Linked DNA regions of Drosophila melanogaster: region 2 is linked to region 1. A link is a contact called in public HiChIP or PLAC-seq data. All regions are on one chromosome and are shown on one strand. Each heading gives the region's core, a stretch centred on a gene start, on an enhancer-like site or on the middle of the called end of the contact. The rest is flanking DNA. Distances are from core to core; before and after follow the strand shown. Region 1 holds the start of eIF4H1 (eukaryotic translation initiation factor 4H1). Region 2 holds the start of sisRNA:2 (stable intronic sequence RNA 2).

Region 1 (3,461 bases), core at 363-2,862:
TCACACTGGAAAGGTGGGGCAGCAGCGGTCTATCGATTGTTTGTCACATGGATTGCCGGTCAATTTCAAATTTTACTGTTTTGGTTTTAATTTTGATCAGAACATTCGAAATAATAGTCCAAATGTGGAATGCCATCCCTTGGCGAGCTTGTTATTTAAATACCAATCAATTTCAAATTGGAAATGTTAATTTTTGTTAAATTTATTGCAATATTACAAAAATTGCGAAAATTGACCCAAAAGTTAAATTCTCAAAAAGTTATATAGATTGCTAATACTGATAAATAGGAATAAAAAGCAGTTGTTCTTTTATCTATATGTCACTTTTTATCCATGTTATGATGATAATTCCCATATGTCAAATTTTCATTTTTCATATTTATCTGTTTAAATTTGCAGAACATTTTAAAAGGTTGCATATTATCGCATACAAAAAGGCCATTAAATATGTAATGACATGTAGCTTGAATCGGTTTTTTTAGAAGCTACACTTTTAATTTAAAGAACATTAGAATATTTGTATAGGTTGGCTCCGTTTATTAGTTAATTATGACAGCGCGCGAGTACAATATATATTTATCTAACAGTTATCTATGATGGTCCCGATCTATTCTTTTTGGGAAAGGTAAATACGCGCCTCGTCGACCTATAATTAAATAGATAAGATTAAATTAAAGCGGGCCTCTAAGTGGTCAAAATCAGAATAGCCAAATACTTACGGTTTTGAACCAAACGGAGGGTCTAAAGATCATCTTAGATAGGAAGGTCATTTGGGTGCGTGGGCTAATGGCATGCATGTGAAGATGCTTCACCGTGATAAACGGCGGCAGATGGAATCCGAAGAGGGCATCATCGACAGAAACTCCCTTGGACACCAGAAGATCCTTCAGGGCGTTCTCCATGAGCTGCACTGTAAGGAATCCAAGGATATCAGAATTATTAGGGCATGGCCCGAGGTCACGCCAATTCCAATCTTACCCAAAGAATCGTGCGATTTGTTAAGATCCTTGAGGCTAGCGTAGTGCTTTTTTGTCACTGCTAAGTAATGGTGCTGGGAAGCGGGTTTAATGTCCTGGAAGATGACAAAGTCATCGTTTTCGACTTCCAAAACAGTGGAGGGGATCCGCCCATCGGAAATTAGGCAGAAAATGCAGTTGTCGTCCGCCATGACTTAATTTTAAGTTCAGTCTATATAAAATATAGCAGTTTGTACTTTCACAGCTGATTAGTTGTACTGTCGATAACGATAAGAACTATCCTGGTGCTCCAAAAAAAAATACCGCTAAATAGATTTTCAGTATTAAAAAAAACCATTTGTGTCCAGTTACTTTTAGTATTATTTTTTTCAACAAAAAAATTTATACAAACATATGTATTCCTCTCTATGTATTCAATGTCATTTTTGAATGTTTCATTAGAAAAGGAACAATTGTAGAATGCTAAACAACTATAAATATTAATCGATATCTGAAAATTGGACGCAATTGGGCATGCGTCCCTGCTAACGACCAAAATACTAAGAAAGGCGGCTATCAGCTAATTGGTGTGGTGACACTGCCCGACCAAATTCGCCGCGATAGTATTTTTCGCCCGTGTGTTCACACTGCGGTTTGCAGCGAATTCGCTCATTTGAAAAAAATAAAACATGGCTGGAAGAGGTGGTTATGAACACGCTAGGTAAATATTATTAATTATTTTTGCAATAGCGTACGCTCCGCGTTGGCCGCGAACCGCCGGTGCTTGTGAAAGTGGACGCGATGCGATCGAATTGCGCGAGTGCCGACAATCTGGGCAAAATGTGTAATAATGCACGCGGTTTTTTGGGGTTTGGGCAAAAAAAAAGGCAACACCAGCCCACCAACACACGCGCACGCTCTCGCCTCGCCGCTCGCACACCCATACAGTAATGTGCATGTGTATTGTACGTGTCGGTCGTTGGTCGCCGACACCGCCGCCGCCGCCGCCTTTGTACGTGCGTGCGTGTGCGTATGTGTGTGGTGTGTGTGTGTGTGTGGTGTGTGTGAGGGGCAGTGTGCGTTTTTTTTTCTTAACATTCTTTTTCGGTTTTTATTTTGTCGATTCTTTTCATCGCTTGCGTTGTTTTTCTTGGAAAACTCTGCTGCAGCTGTCGTCGGCGCCAACGTCGACTACGCCGCTGACAGCACACCGGCAGATTTCACATTAAAATCCCCCCACCCCTCATCAAAAAAAGAAAAAAGAAGAAGAAAATATGAACCCAAAAATAGTTGCAAATTCCATGCATAATGCAATTTTCGCCAAAAAGCGCGCGCGATTTAACCCCCACCCCCCTCACCATTTGACACCTGTCCCACTGCATTTGTTGTTCTTCGGTTTTTTTTTTATTTGTGCCTGCATCTCTGTTGACTGTTTGCCGGGAATCCGAGCCAGCGTTAGCCGGCCACATAGATAAATGCCGACCATGTGCGTTTTGCCCCAAGGGGTGGCGCCACAAACCACCACCACCCCCCCCCTCACACCACAGTCCCTCAAAAGGGAAGAAGAAGAAGAGACAGACACACCCCCATTAATTGGATTCGATGTCAAGGTTCCCAGGCCACGGAGTAATCCTCCACACAAAGGGGCACAGCAAATACCAGGAGCCAGAATCGAGCACACCATGCAGTTGCTTTGGTTGCGCAAATCTATAGAGGGGGATCTGTAATCCAACTTTAGAAGCTAACATACTACATGCAGAATAGGTTTTTCATGGGTGCATCCCATTTCCAAGATTCATTGCCTTTAAATTTATTAGTGTACTTACTCTACTAACCATTCATTTTTATTTCTCGATATTTTTCAGAAGCGGATTCGGTGGGGATCGGGCATCCAAGCAGTTGCCCACGGAACCGCCGTTCATCGCATTTGTCGGCAATTTGCCGCAAGGCCTTGTGCAGGGCGATGTGATCAAAATATTCCAGGACTTTGAGGTGAAGTACGTGCGGCTGGTGAAGGACCGGGAAACGGATCAGTTCAAAGGCTTCTGCTACGTCGAATTCGAGACGCTGGACAATCTGGAGCGGGCGCTAGAGTGCGATGGTCGGATCAAACTGGACGATCTGTCGGCGCCGCTAAGGATCGACATTGCCGATCGGAGAAAAAATGATCGGTGAGTTGAGACCAGATGATTGTATACTTTAGATTGAATCGATTGGAGCTCTCCATACGAACAGAGCACATGGAGCTTTCTAACGATTCCCCAATTTTATCACTTGACTAACCATATTTTGGACTTTCTTACAGCCCTGGTGGCGGTGTTGGCGGCGGCAACGGCGGCATGACCCGCGGCGACGGCGGCAGAGACGGTTTCCAGAAGCGCGGCCCACCTCGCCAGGGCGGCAGCAGTCAGTCCTACAGCCGGGGAGGTCCTGGCACTGGCGGCGGCGGTCGGGAGGGCGGCGGCGGTTCGGGTAATCGCGGCGATAGTAGAGGTTCGTACATTG
Region 2 (3,461 bases), core at 374-2,873, 160 kb after region 1:
GCAGAAATTTGGAGCACGGGAAATCCGAGTCGCTGAAGATGTTCTCGAAGAAGAAAAAGAAACCGCTGATCTCGATGCCCAGCAATTTTGAGCATCGTGTGCACACGGGCTTCGACAAGCGGGAGAACAAATATGTTGGCCTGCCCCTCCAATGGGCGTCCATTGTGGGCAACAATCAGATACTCAAGTCCTCCAACCGCCCGCTGCCACTGGTCGATCCCTCGGAGATTACGCCCACCGAGATTCTCGATCTGAAGACTATTGTGCGTCCGCATCACAACAACAACAAGGCGGACACCACCTCGCTCAACAGCAGCAGCACAATGATGATGGGCTCAATGGCGCCGATGAATCCCATGGCACCTGGCGCACACCCAATGATGAGCCATGGCCCCGGAATGATGATGCCACCCGAGACGGGCGGCATAGTCCTGCCGAAGACCTCTCACGTGGCCAGATCCAATTCGCTGCGGAGTTCCAGTCCGCCGCGAGTGCGACGGGTAGCCAATGTGCCGCCATCGGTGCCGGAGGAGGAGGGACCACCGGCAGCTGGAACACCGGGAGTAGGTGGAGCTAGTAGCGGTGGCTTTAAGCCACCCGGTGCCCATCCCTCCCTGCTCTATAACAGTCAGCATGCGCACGCGAATGGAGCAACAGGACCACTGGCCGTGCGCACGGATCAAACCAACCTGCAGCAGTATCGCAGCAATCTGGCCCCGCCATCCGGCGGCTCCATGCCCCAGCAACAGCAGACTTCGCCCGTGGGTTCGGTGGCCAGTGGCACGCGATCCAATCACTCGCACACGAACAATGGCAACAGCGGCGGCAGCTATCCTCCCATGTATCCCACAAGCCATCAGCAGCAGCAGCAGCAGCAACAGCAGGCCAAACAGGGTGGCGATCAGAACCAAAATCCTCTGCATCCGCATGCTCATCCGCATCCGCACCATCACCAACATTTGGCCAAGTCGGCGTCCAGGGCATCCAGTTCCAGCGGGGGAGCGAGCAGTGCTGCCCAGCAGGCGAGCGGCGCCAGTGGAGGAGCGGCGGGTCAGCCAAAGCAGGACCAACGACTCACCCACGAACAGTTCCGTGCCGCCCTTCAGATGGTGGTCTCCGCCGGTGATCCACGCGAGAACCTCGACCACTTTAACAAAATAGGCGAGGGCTCCACGGGCACCGTATGCATTGCCACGGACAAATCCACAGGCAAGAACATCCGCTTTAACTATTGTCAAAACCATTGAATTAATGGCATTTGGTTTTCTCATTACGTACAGGTCGCCAGGTGGCCGTGAAGAAGATGGATCTGCGCAAACAGCAGCGACGGGAGCTGCTATTCAACGAGGTCGTCATCATGCGGGACTACCATCATCCCAATATCGTGGAGACATACTCCAGCTTTCTGGTCAACGATGAGCTTTGGGTGGTGATGGAGTACCTCGAGGGCGGCGCCCTCACCGATATTGTCACCCATTCGCGCATGGACGAGGAGCAGATAGCCACCGTCTGCAAGCAATGCTTGAAGGCTTTGGCCTATTTGCACTCACAGGTGCGTGACCAGCATGACACTGCCCCTTTCCTGTCCCCGTTCCCATTACCATTCCCTTGGCCAAACTGGGCAGCAGAGAACGGAGTACTCGCCATCATGCGATTCTTTGTGCCTTTGTACCTTGCCATTTGCGGCGCTTTCTTCGCCCTCCGCTTTCGCGTGGCTTTGGTTTCAATTTCTAAATGTTGTCACCAACAAAAGTCGTCGGCCGCACAGTGGGCCATCGAGTGGCGTAGCACGCCCAAAGTGCCAGGTGAAATCGCACGTGCATGCCCTACCTCAAAGCGAAAAGTGTGCATAGAGCGATTTTCGAATGGATAGTTAATTGCATCTTATGATGAAGGAAGTTTAAAGTTATAGTTCATTACTCATTGATAGATAAGCCAATTTGCTATGATTTTGCCTGAGATACAACTTGAGATATTAAAACTATCAATATTAGAATAGCATATAATAATAATATTAAGTCAGTCAGTCAATTGGAACTTGTTTAAGCCCCAACATTTCACAATACTAAGCATTCCTAATGTTTTAGATGTAGTCTATTTAAATGAAATTAGAACTAGAACCCAACCTGTTTATGCTATCTTCCACGTTAGGGAAACCAGCGTGTTCCCAAGAGCAGGAAATTCTTTTTGGGCGTTGCAGGGTCGATCTGGTTTCTTTTGTGCATTTCTGTCCCACGTTGGCTCGTGTAATGCGATAAGTGTCTGTCTGCGGGAGAAAGGGCGTTGGTTGGGGGAAAACCGCAAACTGTGAACGCTTTTAACCAATTTCCCTTCTCTCTCTGTCTCTTTCGACGGTGCTGCCGATGGCGATAAACCATAAACAGGGCGTCATTCATCGCGACATCAAGTCGGACTCGATTCTGCTGGCCGCCGATGGTCGCGTGAAGCTATCGGACTTTGGATTCTGCGCCCAGGTGTCACAGGAGCTGCCGAAGCGCAAGAGTCTGGTTGGCACGCCGTATTGGATGTCGCCGGAGGTCATATCGCGCCTGCCGTACGGCCCGGAAGTGGATATCTGGTCGCTGGGCATCATGGTCATCGAGATGGTGGACGGCGAGCCGCCGTTCTTCAACGAACCGCCGCTGCAGGCGATGCGTCGCATCCGTGACATGCAGCCGCCGAACCTGAAGAACGCGCACAAGGTCTCGCCGCGCCTGCAGTCCTTCCTCGACCGGATGCTGGTGCGGGATCCGGCGCAGCGTGCCACCGCCGCCGAGCTGCTGGCCCATCCCTTCCTGCGCCAGGCAGGACCGCCGTCGCTGCTGGTTCCGCTGATGCGCAATGCGCGACACCATCCGTAGTTGGATGCCACTGGACAACCCAGACGATCCGGCTGCTCGATGAAAGCAATCATTCCCACAGACAACGGATCCCGGCCCGTGGGCATCCATCTATTAAATTCTAGTATTAACATTCAGTTTGGCAGCTGTACTTAAATCCCCGGAGAATCCTCGAAACGTTGTAAAGTCATTTAAGCTCCGCACATCCATATCCATATCCATGCCCACTAACGTTCCAGAAGAGAACGCAATGTGCCTTTCACAAGCCTCGAAATCGAAATTGAAATCGCATCCTGCAACCGATACGGATGGAGAAACGATATAGCATTTATCTGCCCGAGAACCACATTTTTATATATATATATATATATACATATATGAGTATTTCAGCATTTTGCTCTCTGTCTCTTGTCAATATTGATTTGTGTGCGTGTGTGTTTGATTTTTTTTAACCAGCCCATAAAACATTGTTCGAATATATACATATATACGCTAAGAGCTAATGTTAAAAATCTATATATATATATATATACACATATATTTTTTATAAAAACAAATCCTAATTCTAAGCAAAAGCGAAACAACGAAGGTGTGAATCGAAGGGAGACAGAAAACGAAAGA

Evidence for each region. HiChIP or PLAC-seq counts read pairs in DNA pulled down with a chosen protein or histone mark.
Region 2: a POLR2A S2P HiChIP or PLAC-seq map of the Kc167 cell line shows a contact between it and region 1, with 4 times the contacts expected there. The contact joins the promoter of sisRNA:2 here to the promoter of eIF4H1 in region 1. A contact is called at or near these places in 7 of 107 Hi-C or Micro-C datasets (the Kc167 cell line, the Ras3 cell line, brain and 2 more) and 2 of 6 datasets of contacts at active chromatin or transcription factors (both in the Kc167 cell line).

The regions. Positions count from the first base shown.
Region 1 is chrX:16,447,053-16,450,513 of dm6, forward strand. eIF4H1 (eukaryotic translation initiation factor 4H1) reads left to right here and starts at 1,613. Exons shown (of 5, transcript NM_167522.5): 1 at 1,613-1,677; 2 at 2,825-3,127; 3 at 3,262-3,449. The coding sequence starts at 1,646. It overlaps CG34015, which reads right to left and starts at 1,250. Exons shown (of 3, transcript NM_001038759.2): 1 at 979-1,250; 2 at 720-910; 3 at 516-646. The coding sequence starts at 1,168. The coding sequence ends at 608.
Region 2 is chrX:16,611,154-16,614,614 of dm6, forward strand. sisRNA:2 (stable intronic sequence RNA 2) reads left to right here and starts at 1,624. Exons shown (of 1, transcript NR_163213.1): 1 at 1,624-2,121. mbt (mushroom bodies tiny) reads left to right here. Exons shown (of 3, transcript NM_078651.4): 1 at 1-1,209; 2 at 1,281-1,552; 3 at 2,385-3,461. The coding sequence starts at 39. The coding sequence ends at 2,861.